2 separate regions of the Gossypium hirsutum genome follow, and region 1 is linked to region 2. The links are chromatin contacts, called in public Hi-C maps. All regions are on one chromosome and are shown on one strand. Each heading gives the region's core, a stretch centred on a gene start, on an enhancer-like site or on the middle of the called end of the contact. The rest is flanking DNA. Distances are from core to core; before and after follow the strand shown. Region 1 holds the start of LOC107933797. Region 2 holds the start of LOC107949270 (NAC domain-containing protein 1).

Region 1 (3,578 bases), core at 122-2,621, 160 kb before region 2:
GATGTTAAAAGCCATGTTTCCTATTATTACTGTTTCTGATTCTTTCTCAACCCGGAACATGGTAGGACCATCATGATCATCTTCCTTTTTTGGTTTGCCTTATCTTTTCAGCAATTTGGATGACTCAATATAACAAAAGAAAAAGATCCTTTTTAAAGTTTTTTCCATTTATCCTAACCACTACTAGTAGTTAAAAATGGTGACAAAAAGAGCTTTTGGCTCATCTTTTATTTAGAGTACACTATCTTTTATGACTTTTTTATTACAAACTCCTCTTTTTACAGTTGCAGCTAGCTATAGACCTAGTTGTGTGGTAGATTTAGGTTCGAAGTTGGGATCTGCTCTCTTGTTTTATGAATCTTGTTGAACTACATATGCAACAGTTCTAGCCCAAAACTTGAGATGTTTCTTCATATCAGCAGCAGCAGAGACCCTTGGTACTCTTAGATTCAGCAAAGGAGAATCGGGTCTTTTAATCAGCCAAGCTTCTGATAAATATGGTCTTATAACACCTCTCTTCTCTTCTTGTTCAATATCATCGTCTTTAGATAGTTGGTCAGCATCAACATTGACTTCATTATGGATCCGTTTAGTTCTGGAAAATCCAAGTCTGAGCAAGCCGGGGATAACACTAATCATCCTGGCGTTCAAGTGCTCTTTTGTGAATACAAATCCAAGATCCATGAACCCTTTTACTTCTTCCAGTTCCAAGTCTTTCAAGCTCCTACAACTCGTGGATTTTTGCAGTTTGCATTGATGGTTAATCCTCTGATGTTTATGAGTCGATTGTGATGGAGAATGTGAACGACTAAGATTCCCTCTTCTTGATCTTTTCTTCAATTGTTTTTCCTCTTTTTTAGGATCATCCTAAGAATTTGATCACCATGAAAAACAACAGCAAAAATGAAACAAAAAATAAGAAACATATTTCAAGAGTGTTGAACTTGATGAGCATAGTTCTTTTTCATTCATTTTATTATTATTATTACTGTTTACCAGCGCTGGTATTTCTTGGTCTGCAACAGATGATAAAGAGAGGCTTGAAGATGATGAGCTTGTAGTGGTAGATTCTGAGAGGGGCTGCTTTGGTTCAAGGGGGAAATATGGTGAAAAGGGGTCTGGGAAAAGAATAATCTGTTGAAACCAGAGACGATCCATGGCTCCTACGAGACATAAAGAGAGGTTATTAGCCATTGAGAAAAAAGGGGGAGGGGGGAATACATGGAGGGAGAGAGGGTTATTTATCAGCATCAGTGTGGGGGTTGTATGGTGTTGAAAGAATAAGGAAAAGCATTGGAATATAGAAGTGGTGGAACCTTTGGGCAGTGGAAGATGTGGTGATGGCCATGGATTCATCCAACTCCACATCTTTTCGTAAGAGACCCATATACATGATATGGATACTATTTGTTGCAGTCATGTTGATTCTGTATGTCATAATAGTGGACCACCAAGGGGGACTCTAAACCAACCCAGGACAAGCAGGTGGTATCAACTCTCGTAATCGCCCATTGTCAAATATAATCTGCTTTCTAATTGAAGCTCCAATCAGGACAAATCATGGATAGTGAACCGAAATAATCCAGCAACTCATAACTCATGACTCACAAACGTCTCTTTAAACATTGCAATTAATATCCGCTTTATGTTAGCTTGAAGATTATATCTTCTGTACACACACAAATAATTAACGCAAATTATTTGAATATTAATTTAATATGTAATTTTATACATAAATTTTAATTTTGTATAATTTTATAAATGAAATTTTGATTTGGTTCAATTCTTATAAATTATTAATAATTATATTGATATAACATTATTTTATGTTTATATATTACATGCACAAATAATTATATTAATTCAATATAAAAATAAATTTATGAGTTTATTTTTTTAAATATGTTTTACTTAAATCAAAATTAAAATTTTGCGTATATATTTAAATTATAATTAAAATATCATATATAATTTTGGAATCTTTCTTTAATATTTTGATGTCATGAGCAAAAATCAATTAGGGCATTTGGTCTAGTAGTATGATTCTCGATTAGGGTGCGAGAGGTCCCGAGTTCAATTCTCGGAATGACCCTTTTTCTTTACGTTTTCCCAAGATTTTGGAATTTATGGCGGTTTAGATTAAGCAATTTCTACTGTAACTTGGAAGTTAGCCCAAAATGATCGTGAGCTTTAGACCTATGGCTTTTCATGGACTCATTAACTTTCCAAACTACTCTAAAAGTTAGTAGCTTTTTCTTTTTGCTTTCCATTTAATTTTCCTTGAAAATATAAAATGATAACTATTTATCAATATTTTTCATGATACCCATAAGTCAAGAAATTGGATTTTAAATCAATATGTTGGATAGGACTTACGATTTGAAATTGAGAAGAAGGGTTAATGGGTAGTCTCAGAAAAGAAAAACATGTATGTTCTTTGTGTCTAGAGTAGGAGTAGGCATTTCCAATGAAACAAAGTTGATATGGGTAGAAATATTAGCCTAAAATAGACACCACAAAAGTACTTTAGTCTTTCCATATTGAAACTTAATCAGCTGCATTGGCAACACAATAGAACTTCTCATTTCTCCAACTCCATCTGTACACATTATAAAAATTGTGTTTTGATTTTTCAGAGAACCTGCCTCTGTCTTTGTTGCAGAGCTTATGTACAGATATATGAAAATTTCATAACACACGTCTTGTTTTCCACAAAATAAAATCCAAGTCCTGAGTGTTCGAAGAACAAGAATAGTACTTGTTTTCAAGACCGAAGTTGATAAAACAAGTAGCAAATATGCTTAAGAGCTGCTTAAATATGAGATGATAAGTTCTACCTTTGTTTCTAAATCTTCATTGCTTTGATCCCTTTTTATGTCTTGCTTTGCAAGACATAAAAAACTATCAAGTAACATTTCATCTAATGCTGGCAGCCCAATCATGTGGTTCTTTGCTGTGTCAACACTGATTTTTTTTCTAATTTACAATACATTAAGCATCACAAATTACCCATTTCAACAGTGATCATTGCATTGAAAAGATTTGATTCAGCAATTAATTAGCAGATACGAAATCACCAAACTTTTATTCCAAACAGAAGGTTTACTTAGCTTAACATGTTACATTAAGAGATAAGAAAATAGGCACTTTCCTAAAGGCTTATTTGCGACCATCTTAAGCTAGAACAAAGACAAAAGAAGAATTAACTTCTCACTGCCCACCACGGAGACGAAGAACAAGGTGAAGGGTGGACTCTTTCTGAATGTTATAATCAGCTAAAGTCCTCCCATCCTCCAATTGCTTTCCAGCAAAGATGAGCCTTTGCTGATCTGGAGGGATACCTTCCTTGTCCTGAATCTTCGCCTTCACATTATCAATTGTATCCGAACTTTCCACCTCCAATGTGATTGTTTTCCCAGTCAATGTCTTAACGAAAATCTGCATGCCTCCACGAAGCCTCAAAACAAGGTGAAGGGTCGATTCCTTCTGGATGTTATAATCAGCCAAGGTCCTCCCATCCTCAAGCTGCTTCCCTGCAAAGATCAAACGTTGTTGGTCTGGTGGGATCCCTTCCTTGT
Region 2 (3,436 bases), core at 541-3,040:
CAATGATAGAAATTACATGAGCTTTAGTCTGAGCTCTGGTGTAGCCAGTATGGCATTTATTGTTTTACCATATGTACTTGTCATACTATGTATGTACATTGATACAAATTACAATCTGAAATTTTTAATAAATAAACATAAATGAAGATCTCGAAATCACCCTAGTAATTTACGTACAAATGTATCATCTCCACCCGGGCCGTAAGTAGAAACTACTGTATATCTAACTGCACACCTTCACCTCAACAAACTATAGAAACCATTGATAATTTTATGTACACCTTTTTTTACCCCATATGTATAATCCCATGCTTTCTTTAGTCAGTTTCAGTAAAACCCGGGAGATTAAGTTTTTGATCATACTGCATCATTGGATTCCATTGATGTGGACTAGAATCACTGTTTTCCAAATGGTTTGATCTATAAAAGTTCATTTCACTGCAATCTTTCTCAGTATTCTTGAGCTTCTTACAGCTGGTTGGGACAAAACTACCTTCCTCCATGGACTCTCTTTTCAAAGGGTTAAACAGGTTTTGTAGGAACGAAAATGAAATCTGCATGTTGTTGTTGCCAGAATTGGCTTCCTGGAGGGAAGTGCAAGATTTGTAACTGCTTTGGAAGCTAATGCTGGAGGTTGTGTCAAAGCAAGGAAGGTCTTGAGATGCAAAAATGTAAGGCAACATAGGGCAGTCATTGAATAGGTAGGTTTTGCCGATATCAACGTTGTGGTTTGTGTTGGAAGGCCATGGCTCAATGGAATTGGGGACATAGAAGCTATCAGCTGGTTCATGACTGCTAATATTTCTATCTTCCCAACTGTTCCTTTGTATGCTGGCTTTTTGCCTCACTCGACAAAGCACCCAATCATCTAACTGTTAACATAAAAAAAAAAAAGAAAAGAAAATCGATTATCATCATTCATAATTCATCACATAAATTAGCTATACGGTCCACATGGTCTTAGTTGTTACCCTCATAGATCCGTTTCGTTTGGGAGTCCAAATCATGGTTTCAAGCAGCCTATACTCGTGCATGATCCACTCTGTCTTAGTCCCTTTAGGTGGACGTCCTTTGTAGAATACCAGAGCTTTCTTCACTCCAATACTCTTGGTTCCACACAACGTTAGGATCGGTCTATCCGTCCCCGTCGCCTTCCAATACCCCGAAGCTGCCGCTCTATTAGGCCTCGCCCCGTTCGGATACTTCCGGTCTCTTGGAGAGAAAAAAAACCATTCATCTTCTCCAAACAAAGCTTTAACTATAGATAGATAGATAGATAGATAGATCACAAATAAACAAACCAGATAGAGCTAATCAGTACAGTTTACAAGAACCCTTTCTAATTAGTATACATATGCATATACATACTTGGAAGCTCCCATGGATTATATTTGTATAAATCAATCTCAGCTATAATAGAAGCTGGAAGAGGGTTGGAAGTCACTTTGTTTTTCAAGTAATGAACTATGAGCTCTTCATCAGAAGGGTGGAATCTAAAACCAGGAGGAAGCTGGATCTCTGATGAGTTATTACCAGCAGCTGGTATTTCCTCCATTGAAGAGCCACCCAACATTATTATTACTATTATTCTTGGAGTTGGAGGTGATGATCAAATAATGGATGAAAAATTAAAAAGAAAAAAAAAAGAAAAAAGAAAAGAAAAAGAACCCTAGGGATTAATGGTCTCTCCACCGATACTATCGAATGGAAATAGTTGTAAATATAGGAAGAGTACCGTGCAAAGATTATATAGGGTGGTTCCTCTACATATATCTCCATGCAGATGTGGACGTTGCTTAAGGCTATTAATAAAAAAAAATGGCTAAAAAAACCTATTTGTAAAATTTCATGGAAAGAGATTGGAAAGCTACGGATTTGTCCATATATTTGAACCCTGTTTGGAACAGAAATTCTTGGATAGACATGTTTTGTCACAATGTGTATGCCAAACCGGTTCCAAGTACTTCACGTCATCATAACATAACTAGGCCAAATCTACAACTGATTTCAGCAGTCAGTCATGTATATATATTAGGGTTGGAACCTAAGGCCCCCAGTGTATTGGAGCCCCCCTTTGATATTGTCTGCTAATGCTAAGTGCCAATGTATTGGCTTATTTTACGAGACATGAGAATAATGAACTTACAAAGGATAATTACCTCATTTCGATCATGTTTTTGTGACACTTGTCTTGATTAGCTTAACCAATTTAGGGGCCACCTTTAAAATCTTACAAATTTAAGTTAAGTTTATACTTTGATTGTCTAAGAATAATAAAATTATGATTATCAAATTTATAATTTGATTTTGCCCCAAGATTTTTTCGCTTAACCCCATAACCATTTGCCGATCAAGAGGCTACAGAGAAATAATAATAATAATTCCAAAAATCGAGGTGACCGGAAGGAATACTAATTCCAAAATTTGAGTGTTATATATGGACAAAAGAGCATTTGTAAAATGGACTGGCAAATAGATTTTTGCAATTATTATTGCTCCATACGAGGAACAAGAGTGATTGGACCTTAAACTTAAAAAAAAAAGTGATTGGACCTTAAATAAGTTGTCTTGATATACATATTAAATAAAAATATTTTGATGATAAGATGTTTATTTAAAGTGAAAATTGTTGAACAAGCGTCGGTTATGACATTGCCAGCATGACCAAAGAATGACTGTCGACCATAAACAATTTATGGCTAAATCTACTTTGTATGCAAATGGGCAATTATGCAATATCTTATTTTGATTGAGCTTAATCTTCATCTTTCTAATTTCATACATAATTTGTCCTACGCTTGATCCATTTATATACTTTGGCTCTACCCGCCACTTCCGTCTATACTTGTTTCTATCTCGAATGCTTCATTGAAATAATTTTATTTTTTAATTTTAATTTAGTTTGATTTAATTTGAATTTAAATAATTTAAATTGTGAGTAAAAATATATTTTAAAGAATTTTTTTATTAACATTAATATTTTAGAGTAAAATACTAATGTTAACATATTTTTAAAATATTTTATAATGCAAACAGTGAAAATGAGTGAATCCAACCAAATTTGAGTCCAAACATGAAAAGATTTCAGAATTATGTATCAAAATTTAATTAAATTTTTTAGGTCTAAAATCAATAATTGCAAGTAGAAATTGAGTAGTGTCAGAAGTAGTGCTACAAGCAGTGTCCATTACTTCAGGCATTGGTGAAGAATAAAGTAGAAAAACAATATACTCTTGATATGTTTCCACAATTCAGTTTCCCTATATCTATAAGGCCTTGCATAGAGAGATATTGCATTATTTAACACCTCATACAACAAGTGGTTACAATCATTGACAACCACTAGATTAACAACCTCAATTTGGTACCTAAGATCTAGATTACTCTCCTTTAAGTTTTCCCCTAAAAATTTAGGATAAAAACCAAGTGACTCACT

Evidence for each region. Hi-C and Micro-C count contacts between places; a contact is called where the count stands out from the background.
Region 1: a contact with region 2 is called in a Hi-C map of hypocotyl, with 4 times the contacts expected there. The contact joins the promoter of LOC107933797 here to the promoter of LOC107949270 in region 2. A contact is called at or near these places in 5 of 34 Hi-C or Micro-C datasets (callus, hypocotyl and leaf).

What each region holds. Positions count from the first base shown.
Region 1 is chrA04:68,670,689-68,674,266 of Gossypium_hirsutum_v2.1, reverse strand. LOC107933797 reads right to left here and starts at 1,371. Exons shown (of 2, transcript XM_016866080.2): 1 at 997-1,371; 2 at 82-867. The coding sequence starts at 1,368. The coding sequence ends at 352. It overlaps LOC107933786 (polyubiquitin), which reads right to left. Exons shown (of 1, transcript XM_016866070.2): 1 at 3,067-3,578. The coding sequence ends at 3,211.
Region 2 is chrA04:68,513,830-68,517,265 of Gossypium_hirsutum_v2.1, reverse strand. It overlaps LOC107949270 (NAC domain-containing protein 1), which reads right to left and starts at 1,790. Exons shown (of 3, transcript XM_016883997.2): 1 at 1,369-1,790; 2 at 972-1,252; 3 at 1-872. The coding sequence starts at 1,573. The coding sequence ends at 318.